Regions from separate parts of the Capsicum annuum genome. Here region 1 is linked to region 2. A link is a contact called in public Hi-C data. All regions are on one chromosome and are shown on one strand. Each heading gives the region's core, a stretch centred on a gene start, on an enhancer-like site or on the middle of the called end of the contact. The rest is flanking DNA. Distances are from core to core; before and after follow the strand shown. Region 1 holds the start of LOC107863239. Region 2 holds the start of LOC107863243 (silicon efflux transporter LSI2).

What was found. A called contact is a pair of places that touch in the nucleus more often than the background predicts.
Region 1: a contact with region 2 is called in a Hi-C map of pericarp, with 4 times the contacts expected there. The contact joins the promoter of LOC107863239 here to the promoter of LOC107863243 in region 2. A contact is called at or near these places in 2 of 5 Hi-C or Micro-C datasets (pericarp and placenta).

Annotation. Positions count from the first base shown.
Region 1 is chr3:218,127,656-218,134,903 of UCD10Xv1.1, forward strand. LOC107863239 reads right to left here and starts at 5,954. Exons shown (of 6, transcript XM_016709064.2): 1 at 5,716-5,954; 2 at 5,503-5,625; 3 at 5,196-5,312; 4 at 4,915-5,097; 5 at 4,060-4,201; 6 at 3,107-3,470. The coding sequence starts at 5,954. The coding sequence ends at 3,298.
Region 2 is chr3:217,973,292-217,980,343 of UCD10Xv1.1, forward strand. LOC107863243 (silicon efflux transporter LSI2) reads right to left here and starts at 5,596. Exons shown (of 3, transcript XM_016709073.2): 1 at 3,984-5,596; 2 at 3,539-3,728; 3 at 1,895-2,344. The coding sequence starts at 5,126. The coding sequence ends at 2,079.

The sequences.
Region 1 (7,248 bases), core at 4,704-7,203, 150 kb after region 2:
AGAATTTCACCATAACTCCTCATCCTAATGATTCTAGAAGATGAACGGATTAATCAATATTAAAAAGGAGTAAAAACCTTACCTTAATGAAGGATTTTCACCCCAACCATATGCAAATCTTAGAAATGAAATATTTGAGTTTTGGGATTGAAACTCATCAAAATCAACCTTAAATAATGTCCACCGCTGCAGTAGTACCATTGTGGCGGTTAATTTTTCAGCTCAGACAGTATTCAGTTAAACAGTCATAACTTTTTACTCCGAAGGCGCATTAACAAACGGCCGAATGCGTTGGAAAGAAGACTCAAAGATATGTAATTTGGAGGGTATATGTCTAAGAGATATGCTCGTGTGAAGTTAACCCTAGTTTAAACTTGGCTTGAACTTAATTAGTAAAAATACTTTCAACTTAACTTTGGGTTAGAGGTATCGTATGACCTCAGTACATGTCCAATGTACTTCCATAATAAATAATTGGTCCTATAAATTGTGGTGTAGGAGGTTCTCATACTTTTACCTCAGATATTTTATGTAACGACGGAACGGGTCATTATAATTTGGTAAAAAAAAATAATTTAGTGAATAATAAATAGTAAAGTAGGAGTTAGTTTGAAGTAATACTAACTTTTATGTTTGTGAGAGTAATGGTTATATGAGATATAAATGAATTAAAGAGTAATAGATATGAACTTTAAATTTTATTTACATATGAAATAAGTTATTGGTAAATATAAATGGTGAGTCTTTTTTTAAAAAAAAAACTTATAGATTAACTTTTGTATTTGAAAATTTTTAAATCATGACATGAAATACCCAAATCATGTTTTTGGAGAATTTAGAATTTTATCTCATGATACAAAATCAAGCTAGAGAACCTAAGTCTGAAAAAGAGTCTTGGTTCGAAGTATAGGGAAAGAGGGAGACCACTGAATCAGTTGGCTCAGCTCTGAAAACTGAGTGATGAGAATTTTCCTTTAGAAACCTATGAAACTTTCCCTTAAGCTGATCACTTTGGCCACCTGAATCTTGTTGACTCTATTAAATTGGAGAATTGTGATGTTGACTCATATAAACTCCTCAGTAGATTCACCCCTCTCCTCTAAGAGAAGATAAGGGAACATAATAGCCCACCATCACACGACATCTCAAAGCCCGAGCTTCGTAGTAAGTTCAAAAAGGTGACATGAGATATGTGGAATCATTATGTGGAAGGATCATTAATACTTATACCCCTTCTGAGATAGGGGTACCATAACCTCACTCAAGAAAACACATAAAGTAAGATGTAGGGTTCAATTTGTCTCATGCCGGAGATGAAATTTTCATAAAGCATGTGCATCCAAATAGTCATCAGTTTGAAAAAGAGTAAAATGCCCAAATAAAACATGTAGAGAAAATCGTTCACCAATAATAGGAGTCATCATCTTCTTACTCAAATAAGCGGTCATCATTAAATTGGTTTTACTAGAGATCCTATAATAGGGACTTTCATTCCCAATAGATATCCTTGAGCAACTTTACTAATACTATTAAATAAGAGAAAGACTCAACATTTTCTATTAGTATAAGGAAGGCGATAGCTAGCGCCCAACCAATACAAGGGCTTTCCACCTTCATTTGGTAGCGCTGCTATGATGTAACGTGTGGTCATCCAAAGGCAACAGGATGTATGGTACAGGGCCCCCAATTTTATCTCTCTTAAAGTCCTTTATGAATTTCGAGTCGAGAATAGAGTTGAGGCTTATTCGATTCTATATCATAATTCATTCTCGGGCATAACTGTTCATGAAATGTGGCATGGGACATCTGTCAGCGAACGGAGTCTTACATCCAAGCGAGAGGTCAGACCAATCTCATTCATCCTAGTATGATCCAGACAGATCTTGTTGAATGAATTGATCCATTATTATATGTGCTACTCTTAGTCAATTTATTCATACTCGAACCTATCGTACTTTCCTTGACTACTCCTGAGATATAGTGAAAGATTTTTTAATGGTAGAGAGTGGGGAGTGAAAAGACTAATGCAGCAAAGAAGAGATGCATGAATCGAAATCCATTTATTAAGACAAATGACCGACAAAGAAAAGTTCCACGTTTGAACATTGGTTGATCTTAGCTTAGCGCTCTAGCCACTGCTTCTTTTTGTGTAGTGATAACGCTTTCTCTTTCTTAGCACTTTGCCCCTTTTATATAGTGAAGGCTACTTTGGTTGCGTGGTTTTCTCTTATAGGGTGGCTTGACTCTACTTGACCTATTTGACTCAGCGGTTAGGGTATCTCTTTCATACGGCGTGAGTCATTGGTTCAAATTCAATAGTAGGTAAAATTGACCGAAACCCCTGTTTTTGCCAGCATTACAGCAAGCACGGACTGCCAGCAAGGAGTCAATTGGATGATCAAAGCATAGGTTGCTTCCACATGTGGCCTTCTTCAACCATATTGACACCTTAATATCAAGGACCTCCCCCCCCTCCCCCCTCGCGTCCAATTCCACAAGTAGGTGGAGACTTGAAGGGTCGAAAACCCAAACGAAAAATCTTTCACCACGCCACACAATTCTTTTGCAAAGTGCGTTTTCCACTCCTACCCCCACAAGCAAAGAGGTTTCAAGATCGCGTACGACCAAAAAGCTAAGTCAATGTTAAATTGCATGTCCAACACTGATTTTATCTCATAATTTCAAATCACAAAATGAAATCTCATATCCAAACGGCTATGTAGTATGATGTTGGTGCACCTCAAAGAAAATTGGATATTTTTAATTGTTTGAGGATAAGCAATATTTTAACTTTGAGGGTTTGATAAGTTGGTATGTTACCAACCTATCTTTACTTTAATCATAAATTTTTGCTATATTTATTTGAGACAATAGTGCATTTTAGTGCTTTACTTCTATTTTACAGGTCTGATTGTGAAGTGACCAAGGGAAGAAATAAATCTAAAATATTTTATAGATCGATTCTTTTACAGTATGCTATCATAAAAACAGTTACGATGTGCTTTAGTTTTTATGAATCTCACGTAACATTTTCTCACGTACCATCTTGTTCCATGTTTTACTATGAATGTGTTTAGTATGTTGTGTCTCGAGCCGGGGGTCTATCGGAAACAGCCTTTCTACTTCTTTAGAGGTAGAGTTATGGACTGCGTACATCTTACCCTCCCCAGACCTCACTATGTGGGAATACACTGGGTTTGTTGTTGTTGTTGTTGTATTTGCGTAAAGCAGTCACGATACTAATACAATATCCACCTATATATACATAGCAAGATATAAACATCGACATAACAAGATTCATGACTTCCGCCACAAGTCAGATGGATCTTCATTGCAGCTAATGATAAGTGGTGAAGCACGAATATTGTTCCTTTCATCTAAAATCGATAACTTATCATCCTGAATAACTTTTTCAGCTTGTCCTGATAAAGAAGATGAAGCTCCGAATATCTGCACTGATAGACTTCCACCTACATATTAGAAGTTGAGAAAAATGGATTCATAGAAAATTCTGCAGACATTTCCCAAGTGGAATAAAACACCTAAGACTATCAGACCTATGTGAACTACACGATCCAGCACAACCTTGTTTTTCCTAAGATTGAGCCAAAGCGTGGTAATACTCACCAACACCAAACCATGTTATTCACAGTTCAAATCAATAGGGACAGAGTAGCAATGACATGCATGACATAAAACTTTAAGCCTTTTGTCAAACTTGTGTCTAATGCTGATGTGTCGAGGAAGGCTGGCCTAGACACCATGGTTACAAAAACTTTTAAAAAATGTTGATGGGTCGAGGAAGATTCCTGAAATAAGCTCATTTCTTTAGATCTGAACAAATTTGATAACAACACTACGACCTACTACAATCAGAATCAAGATGGTTTGTTTCCAATCTATATATTACTTCTCTGATTTGTTTTTCTTCAGCACTGTGAATGATAGCTCAACAGAAGTCATGAAATATTTTAATTCTGGAGAATCTGTTGCTTTGCTTCAGGAACCAAGTTACTGAATGATTTCCTATTACAAACTGAAAGAGGGAATTGGTATTACCTAATACAAAGGCGGCCCCAATCCATCCACTTAAACCCCATCTCTCACCAAGGAGAAACCAAGCAAACCCAGCACCCCATACTGGTTCCAGCCCATAAATTATTGCAGTCTCTGTAGCTGATACATTACACATAGCAGCCATCTGCACATTAAATTGAGACAATACACAATACAAGGGTCACGTATAGATGTCAATTCATCCTTCTGATATCTTTGAAACCAACAACAATTGCTAATAAGTTAACACACATAAAGGAGCATATTACTAGTACTAAAAGATATTTATGATCCAAATACTGGTCATTCAGCTTTCAGTACATATTCGCATCGTCAAAACTCAAGAGAGACTAGTACAGACTAAATGTCCAGTGCTATTTTTCTCAAGCAGGATGTGATGAAAGTTTACTCAACTCAACTATTTAAATCAGCATCTAAAAATATATCTAGTGACATACAAAGTTTTAAGTCACTAACCATCTAGACTCTTGATCAAACCAAAACCAAAATATGTTCCCATCGTATTTATATTTATAGTGTAAAAATATACACCAAAACATTGCTACTACAATCTCACCTCTCTCAGGCCTCATTTGTTTGCACTTAATGGTGGTCTGAATCTGAATGGTTTAAACTTTAGGTCATTAAGTGCAGTTGTTTTCATTAAGATTTTTAGCACTTAATAGGTTTGAATAGGCCTTAATAAAGATTTTCATCAAGATCTTGAACAAAGTCTTAATAAAGCCATAATATCTGAAACTGGCAGAAGTCAAACATGAAGAGCCTTAGTCCAGCTCTAATTTGCAGCTATTTAAAGTGCCTTGAAGAATATTTATTTAGGCAAACAGAGAAGTGTACCTCTATCCATAGACATAACCCAGTTGAAAATAAGCCAGTGTAAAGAGCAGGTATCCAGGGAAATGACAAAGTTGAACTCCAGAACGTTGACCATGTCAAGTCTGACGGATTTAGTGCTCGAGTACCGAAAAATGAACCTCCAATAAAGTACCACAAGGTTGATATGAGAGCAACAACCAACATCTGAAGAAATAGATGCAGACATTATGTGGTACTTAGATTGAAATCATAGTGGCCAACAAGAATATGGAAGATAGGTTATGCACAATTTCCTAACGAACCTCATAGCCAAGGAGTGGTATAAAGTTCTCTTTATTAGTACTTCGTGATATATGTTCAGTTCGTAGCATATGAACCCCAAAAAAGAGTGCACTTAAGAAGTTCAACAAGTCTCCAACCTGAAATGTTCAGATCTGCAGGTGAACACCTTTACATGGAATAGTTTGTTGGGAAGCAAACGGCCTAATGACAAGTTTTAAATAAAAAAGTTAAAAACAAATTATTTAGTTGAAAAAATATTTAAACTTTTGGTAATCATATCCCAAACATATTCGGAATTGACAACTAAGGAATTCCACAAGGACTCACACATGGAGGTGAGCCACTGGACTCCAACATCACAACACCAAACAACGACATGAGAGCTCCAAACCAGGTGCGTGCAGGAATTACGGATCCTAACATGCCATCAAGCAAGGGAACCACAACAATCTGATCAGTTTAGCAGGAGTCAGCAAGGAGGAACAGTCCATAACTAGAAATGCTTATTATTAAATTAAGAATTCAGGAAAATGCTCTTACAGTGAGCATAGAAAGAAAAGAAGCCCGCCCAGCATCAGATGTGAGCAATCCAATTGCTTGCATAAGGTAGCCTAAGCTTACCCAAAATCCCAATTCTATCCCTGTATTACGGGTCCGAGTATCATTCGTTCGGAGTACAAAAGGGATAAAGGGAATTGCTGCAGAAGCAAATCGTACAACATTGAAGATGCCAGGATCAACAAGTCCTTCAATTTCTTTGACTACAGGAATATTACTAGCTGCAGTGTGGACAAATAAGTTAGCAACCATGAAAAAGTCATGCCGAAAGGTGAAGACAGTCATCTTCATGCAAAGCATATAATATGCAGCTATATGTCCTCAACTTCTATGATGTCACTAGCATCTGAAGATTATAGATGGCTTCTATGATGTCACTAGCATCTGAAGATTATAGATGGAAGTGTGTTTTGGCCTTGTGGCCATTCTGCAAGATCAGTAATCAAATATAACCAACATCTGATGAATGTCCCCAGTTGCCTTTATAAAGTCCCTAAGTTAACCAAAACTGAGGTTGAACATGTAAATCTCACCACAGGTTATTGAGGTTCTATATAAAATATTGGATTAGATTGATTATCAGGTATAACTGTTTCTCAAGAACTATTTTGTCGTCTGTATAGAGCACTGAGAACTGACAAATGATTTTTTTCCTTTTGCCCCCTCCGCCTTCCCCCTTCTTTAGATCTCTATTTGGCATTTTCTCTAAACACTTATCAGTTCCTATCTTATATTATGTTCCTTGGAAACGTTAGTTCAAGTGAAAACGTGGAAGGCCTGAGTAAAAACTGGGAGGATGGAAAGCAAAAACTAAAGCAGTTTGCGACCCTTCCATGTTGTTAAGAAATGAATATTGAGTGTAACTCAATCTCAAAAGCTAGTTCATGAGGGGAGGATTTCCTAAGATCGACGTAAGAGACCACTCATTTCTTTTTCATCCAATGTGAGACTCTCCAACACCCCACTTCATGGCCAGGGTTGGGCATATGGAGCGTGGGCAATTACATATGGGGCACAACATCGGTAAAAAAGAATTGAGATGGGTCCTGCTTGATAGCATGTTAACAAATGGATTTGAGCCTAACTCGACCTCAATAATTAGCTCATGTAGGAATGATTGTCCAAGACTATATAAGGAGATAACCTATCCTTTTTTCATCCAATGTAGAACCTTTCAACATGTGAGAAATATAGGAGAAAAATATTATTGAATTGTTGTATCAAATTATTGCATTGAGATCCTTGTTAATAGACACCACATTAGACTCTTTTTCAAACTAGGAGACTGATATTACAATCTTTTTCCAAGTAGGATTCTATATTATATTCATATTTCTACTCATATTCTAACACACCCACTCAAGATGGTGCATACAAGTCATATGCACCGAGCTTGTTGCAAATATAATTAATACGAGGACCAGTGAGGGACTTCTGTATTTTCCAGCGGACAGTCATTTGTCTAAAGAGAATAGACGTATAGCAGCTCTCTCTCATAACAGAATGAAAGCAAGC
Region 2 (7,052 bases), core at 4,346-6,845:
ATAATTCCCCCATCACTGCTCATCCTCCTATCTGTGATACAAAAAACAAATACAATAACATATAATTACAAGTTGTATGCAATTAAATTAACTACAAAGTTTTAAAACAACAATATCTTTTAAAAAGAGCAATAATATCAAACAAAACTTTGAAAAACTTAAGGCATATAAAAATTTTCGGCAATCTAATAGAATACATCATTAAAAATATATACCATCAAAACTTTAAATAACTTTAAAAACTTTCTTCACGACGAAAATAGGATTTCAGCACCGCATTCTTCTATCCTTTTCATTTTTCTTGATCTGTTCTGAAAATGAATAATACCAGCAAAATCATCGTTAAAAAATAAAAATAACTCTAAAGAAAAATTTCTTTATAAATAATGGAAAAACTACTAATATGAAATATTTTTCTTTATAAAAAATAGAAAAAAATTAATATAAAATTATTTTACCTATGAATCATTTACATATTAAAACCATCATTTCAGTCATCATCTACTTGGAATGTGTTACCATTTCGATTCGGAGATGAAGAGCCAGGGAGTAAAGAAAGAAAATAACAATTATTCACCAAAAATCTTCTCTACTTGGCCAATAAATTTTAAAAGAGTCTGAAATGATGGTTTTATAAACTTAAAATTCTTCATAAAAACGTTGGAATACCTCTACATAATAACTATGTGGGTTAATTGCATATTGTGAAGGTAATGCCTATCTTTAAGTTTTTTTTAGTCTTTTCAGATAATGACGTTAATAACAATTACGATATTGTTAGTTTATCTTTTAGTATTTTAAGCTTTAATAATAATAATAATAATAATAATAATAATAATAATAATAATTAAGTTAGTGATAACAGTAGGTAATTTCTAACTTATTTAAATTTTTATTTCTTAATTTAGATGAATAAATAAATTAGCGCCACTACTTTCAGTTTCAAATTCAAAATATTTATTTAATTATAACATTTTATCTTTAACAAAAATTTAAATTTGACTACATAACCCACAAAAATAATCGAATTCTTAAGTGATTAGAGATAGCTACCATATTATTAGGAAGAGGACAACTATTTCGCTGTTTTTATGCTAAATTTAAAAAAAAAAATAGGAGTCTGTTAGGATTCTCACTAATTTAAACTCTTCAGCTTGGTAATTACTGGTTGAAAAAAACCAAGCTTGGTTGGCCTAGTGGTTAGCTCACTAGGTCGCTTAAGCAAGTGTCGGGGGTTCGATTCCCCCTTTGTGCATGCAGCAACCAATTGACCAACGACAAATCCTTAAATGGAGCTCAGATCCACGGAGGATTACTCTTTGGCCTATCGGGCTGGGATACCTTGGGAAACCAAAAATTATTGATTGAAAAAAAAAAAGGCTTTGTAATTACTGTCATTTATATTTAAATTTATATTTTTAATTAATTTATATTTTTCAATTCAAAAATTTTTCTACAACATTTATAATTTTGTCTTAAAAACTGCCACGTGACTTCTCTGTAATTTGCCACGTAGCTAATTGTGGTGTTTCATCCTCTACTATATAATATATAGTATTTCAAATTCAAATATTTAATCTTTCAATTCAAAATTTTCATTACAATATATTTAACTTTGTCTTAAAATATTTTTTAATTTTATACTAAAAATCGCCACTTGACTATTTTAATATATTGTCACTTGGCATCTTATCTTGTTTTAGTTTTGCTTATATATAGAGTGAGATAGATAGATAGATTCTGTTTGTTTATCTAAGTCAATGTGGACTAACAGTCAACTAAAAAATTGTTGGATGGAAAGAATTATACAAGGTATATCTAGAATTTCCTGTTTGGTTAATTACATTTTTTTTTTATGACAACATTCACTACTACAAAAATGGTCTTTAGCAACTTCCACGGGCAATTCGACTGACTAGCCTCTGCATTTGGTGTCACTAAAGTTTTAACTGACAATTCTATCAAGTGTTGTGTCAGTAAAGACAATTACAAAATCTTGTTGAATAACAGAATACATAAGGTAAACTAACGTAGACAATCTTTTTGAAGTTATTAAACTAAATATTACAAATTTAATTTCAATCTCTGATGAGTGTCAAACCAATAGCTGTAACAATTAGAGTAGAGGGAACTCCAAATCTGAGATGAGTCCATAATGAGAGATTATAGCCCGATGGCTGAGCCCGATGAGCTTGTTCACATACTATCAAGTTTGCTGCGGAGCCTAATAATGAAAGGTTGCCAGCCACAGTGCTAACCCAAGCTAAGATGAGCCATGCTTTCTTCTCACTTGCTGCAGATATTGTAGCTGCTGATGCACCTACCCGAGCTCCCAGCAATAGAACTACGTATCACAAAATTAACAAAGAGCACAAGTTATTCTTAGCAGTATACTATAATATCTCTATATCTCTTAGAAAATGAGTTTGATAAAGAAATTCGCGATAATCTTATTCGAAAATGAACATAGTATCTCATCCGCCCTTAAGAGAGAGAATTATTTAAATTAAATCAATCAAGTTGTTGGTCAATCTATTTTCAACATGCATATTAATCACCTAATCTGATTAATTCTTTTTCAGTACCTGATCTGATTTTGATCCTAATGACGAAGTATGATGGTTGGATTTTAACTTGTCGTTTGTTCAACCTGTTTTCAACCCGTTCAAACCTGCTCATTTGACACTGCTAATTTTGGTCGATGGAATACTGCCATTGAACCTACAAGAACTTGACACACTATGTGACACAAGTAGGGAATATGCTAGCTAATCTAGTTACAATGAAGAACAATTGAGCCAATAACTGAATTAAGAGATGTTGATATTTTGAGGTCATGTTGGACAAACATTCAAGATCCTAGGTAGGAAGCCACTGGATAAATATTAAATACTAGAGTAAGTATTGGATACCTACTACTACTGCTACTAGCTAATTAGTAGGAAGTCGAGCGTTGCCTAGTTACCTTACTAATATTGTTATTATTACTCTCCTACTATCTTATTCTGATTTTATTATTACCTGTTATTCCTTGTGTTGGCTAATGGCTACCAATTGTTTGTTGTTCATTTCTCCTTTTGCTTTTAACATATTTTCTTCATTATTGTATTTCCTTTCGGTACTTGATTTTGATATGCTATGCTTGCGCTGAGGGTCTATATATCAGAAACATCCACTCTACCTTCACAGTGTAGGGATAAGGCTGCACACATACCACCCTCCCAGACCCTACTTCTGGAACTACACATGTTATTGTTGTTGTACTAGAGTAAGCAGCAGAGGGTCTTAATACATCTCCTAGTACAGCTGCTGAAGTTATCTACTCTTGAAATTAAATGCAGTTTGTTTAAGTCCCTACTGCATGCACTATCTGTAGTTACCTCTCTCCTTCACCTAAATCAATTAAACAGAGAAACAGTTCTTGAATTTGGACACAATTCAAAGGTCGTGTCAAGGTAAGAGAGTGACAAGAAAGAGAGGAGATATATAGTACTGTACTTAGTATTTTGAAATAGGAAGTAATAGTTCAGTCACAAACCAGTAGGGACATTAGAAGCCAAATTTGATAGGACAAGTATGACAACAGCAAGAACTGCTATACCACCAGCATGGTCTATCTTGGCATATGGTTCCATAAAATCCCAGAAAGCACTTGGTATCCCTGTTCTGTTAAATCCGTCAACTGTGATAAACATACCACAGAAGAATATCAACAGTGAATAGGAGACCTGTAAAGTTGAATCAGCAGAATGAACAAGTTTTTCTTATGTTTCAAATTCAATAGGAGTAACATACAATTAAACTAATATACTATAGCTGGTAATCTGTCTTACTTCAGAGGTTATGTATTTATGGATGACCTGATAGTGTAAAATTCTTATACACTGTCACTTCGTAGAAAAACTCTATATAAATAGGTGAAAAATGCGATTGTTGAACTTGACATGACAACATGAAGAAATGTAAACACAAGCCCAAAATACCTTTTCTAAGCATTCTCTAGCATCTTTGAAATCAAGAACCACAAGAGCAAGTGCCGCGGTGATAGCAGTCCATGACATATTCAAACCTATCAACAAAGATATTAACATCCCAATTGTAATAAGATAAACACATATTTTCCATAACCATTTTTTCCATTTTTCAGAAAAGTTGTGCTTTTCCTCATAAGATGTGAAATTTTGATCCTCACATCCATCGACAGATAAAATTCCCTTTGATGTCACATTCTTGTCCCTCATTTGAAGTGATCCATCATTTGCTGCTTCCATTGAGGCATTAGAATTCCTGCAAGAATCAAACACCCCGTTCGCATCCGTCTTGATTTCATTTTCATTAAAATTGTCTTGATTTTGATTACTAGTATTCATAGAATCAGCTGAAAACTGTTCCTGAGAATGTAAGGAATTAACATGTGACATTGTTGCTGGTGAAAAACGATGAGAGTCTACTTCTTCGTCGGAAACTAATTCTATTTCAGCATTTTCGACATCCTTCTGAACAGATAACGACTTCCAATACATGCAAAGCAACAATACAGCATTAACAACAACTCCAACAAGCATTGCAGGAAATACACCAAATAAAAACCTCCCAAAACTAATCTTGCTCAGTACTGCTATAACTAAGTTCTGAGGATTCCCAATAGGAGTTGCTGAAGATCCAATATTTGCACTTGACGCGAGAGCTAAAAGGAACGGATGGGGTGGGAGATTTTGTTGCCTCGCAATTTTCAGAACAAATTCAGTCAGTATAACACAAGAAGTATCATTTGTGAAAAAGGCACTCGAAATTGCAGCTATCAAACAGATTCTGCAGAGTAAATCCTTGGGTCCCCTGCTTTTCCAAGCCAGCAATTTTCCCAAGTACTTAAACATGTCTGCTCTTTCTAAGTAGATACTCACAACCATAGTTCCAAAGAGAAGACCTAAAATTGGAAGATCTATAGCAGCATATGCTTCATCGGGTGCCAATACTCGAAATATTACCATAAGATTAGCACCAAGTAGTGACCCTGCAGTCCTTCCAATAGGCATAAATGGAACAGCAGGAAATACTGCCAATATCCAAAATATTGCAAAGGCAATTGAACCAAGAATCACTCTATCGGTCGATGCCATAGCCATAATCCTTAACTCTTTTGTATGTTCACATTAGTAACTGAATATCTCTGAAATGAAAAACGAGTCAAACAAACGTTAGATGGCATACGAGAGACGATTTTTTTTGTGCAAGGTGATGAAAAAATGACTCAGGAGAATAGATAAAAGTTATAGGTGATTAGCTATCTAGCAAGTGATATTTCAATGTAAATTAATTGGGCATGCTATGAGTGTAGAAAATGAACATCTATACAGGAAAGAGGGGAAGAGTCACCAGGTCCAGAAAAAAATATTGATGTTTTGCACTGAAATTTAAAGACTTTTCACCATGTAAATGCATTTATTATTCACTCGGGTTGCTTGTTTGACTATTGGAGTTTAGATAGCAACTTCTTGAAAAGGAAACTAAATCGGACAAATTGAAGTACTCCTATACAAATATGCTTTTCCTTTTGACTCGCCACTTGTTTGCCCGATGTCTATTAATTTCACTCAGCACTTGAACTCTCGTTTGGTGTGAGGTATAAGTAATAATAGTCGTAAAATGTGGGATTATTTTATCCCATGTTTGGTAGAAGGTATTAGTTTGTCCTGGGAGTATTTATCCCACCATTTGCACTAAAGTGATGGGATAAGTTATCCCATCTACATGGTGGGATAACTAATCCTAGGAATAATTATCTCGGGATAAATTTTTCCCAACCAAATGACTGGAATTAATTAATATGCATATACTTTCTAAAGTGTCGAACAAGACCATGTCTCTGTGCCCAAGGATCCGGTAAGTCGTTCATTAACTTTTTTCTACTATACTATACCAGAAATATGCTAGTAATTACATACATGCTTATTAGTTTAGGTTAACCAGGAACGTTTTGTTTTTTATTTAATGGTCAGTCTATTTTCTTGTCTTTTTTGCTTTGAGCTTAAGAATCGTCAAAGTTATTTATAAACATTGTCGTCTTGTGAAGCAGAAGGAAATGTCACATGTTCTTTGGTTATGTTTCAACTTGATTGTCATAAGTTGATTAAACTATTAAATTTTACAGTATAGCAATGACAATTTAAGAACCTTGATTAGATAATATTTTGATTTCCAACTTGGGATATACATAGCATTCCAAGTTGAAAATGGAGTTAGCAGTGAAGGAAATGACTTAAATCTACCAGGAGAAATTTTTTTCATTTTCTTAAATATACCTTTTCAGGTTAACAAAATTTCTCTATATCTGTGACCATATGCTAAAAAATCTATGCAAAACTATTATACTCCTAATATATAATTCTGCATACATGTGCGTATATTCTTGTGTAGATATTTTTGTTTGATTTAAACTTCAGTGGAAGTAATGTATTGGGTATTAATTAGGTAAGTAATACCTAAAATGCAATTCTAGTTTGTTGCAAAATAATAAAAATAAAAAAGTGGATAGACTCATTGTAGTTTTTAGAGAATGAAGGGAGTAGTCAACTGATCTTAATAGTAGAAGGAAGATGAAATGCAGGTTCTTGATGAATGAGTAAAGAAAGAAGGAGAAGAGAGTTACATTGATTTCTGAAAAATTGTGTTGTTAATACAGCAATGTACCGATGCATATATACAGTACTAACCAACTACTTCTATAACTAACTTTGTGAAATGACTAACTAACTTGACTAATAACTTACTGAACTAACAACTCCTAGCTAAAATTACACAATTGCGCTTCTATCAATTAATTTAACTAACTTTTGCATCACTTATATCAACATTCTCCCTCAAGCTTGGAAGTGAAAAAATGTTTTGAACTCCTAGCTTGGAACTGTGTCGTTGATGCTGAACTTTTATCAAGCCTTTGGTTAGCTTTTCTGTTGTTCTTGAGTAGGAATGTACTTGGTGCATACAAGTCCTTTCATAATCTTCTCTCTTATAAAATGAGAGTCAATTTTTATATGTTTGATCCTTTCATG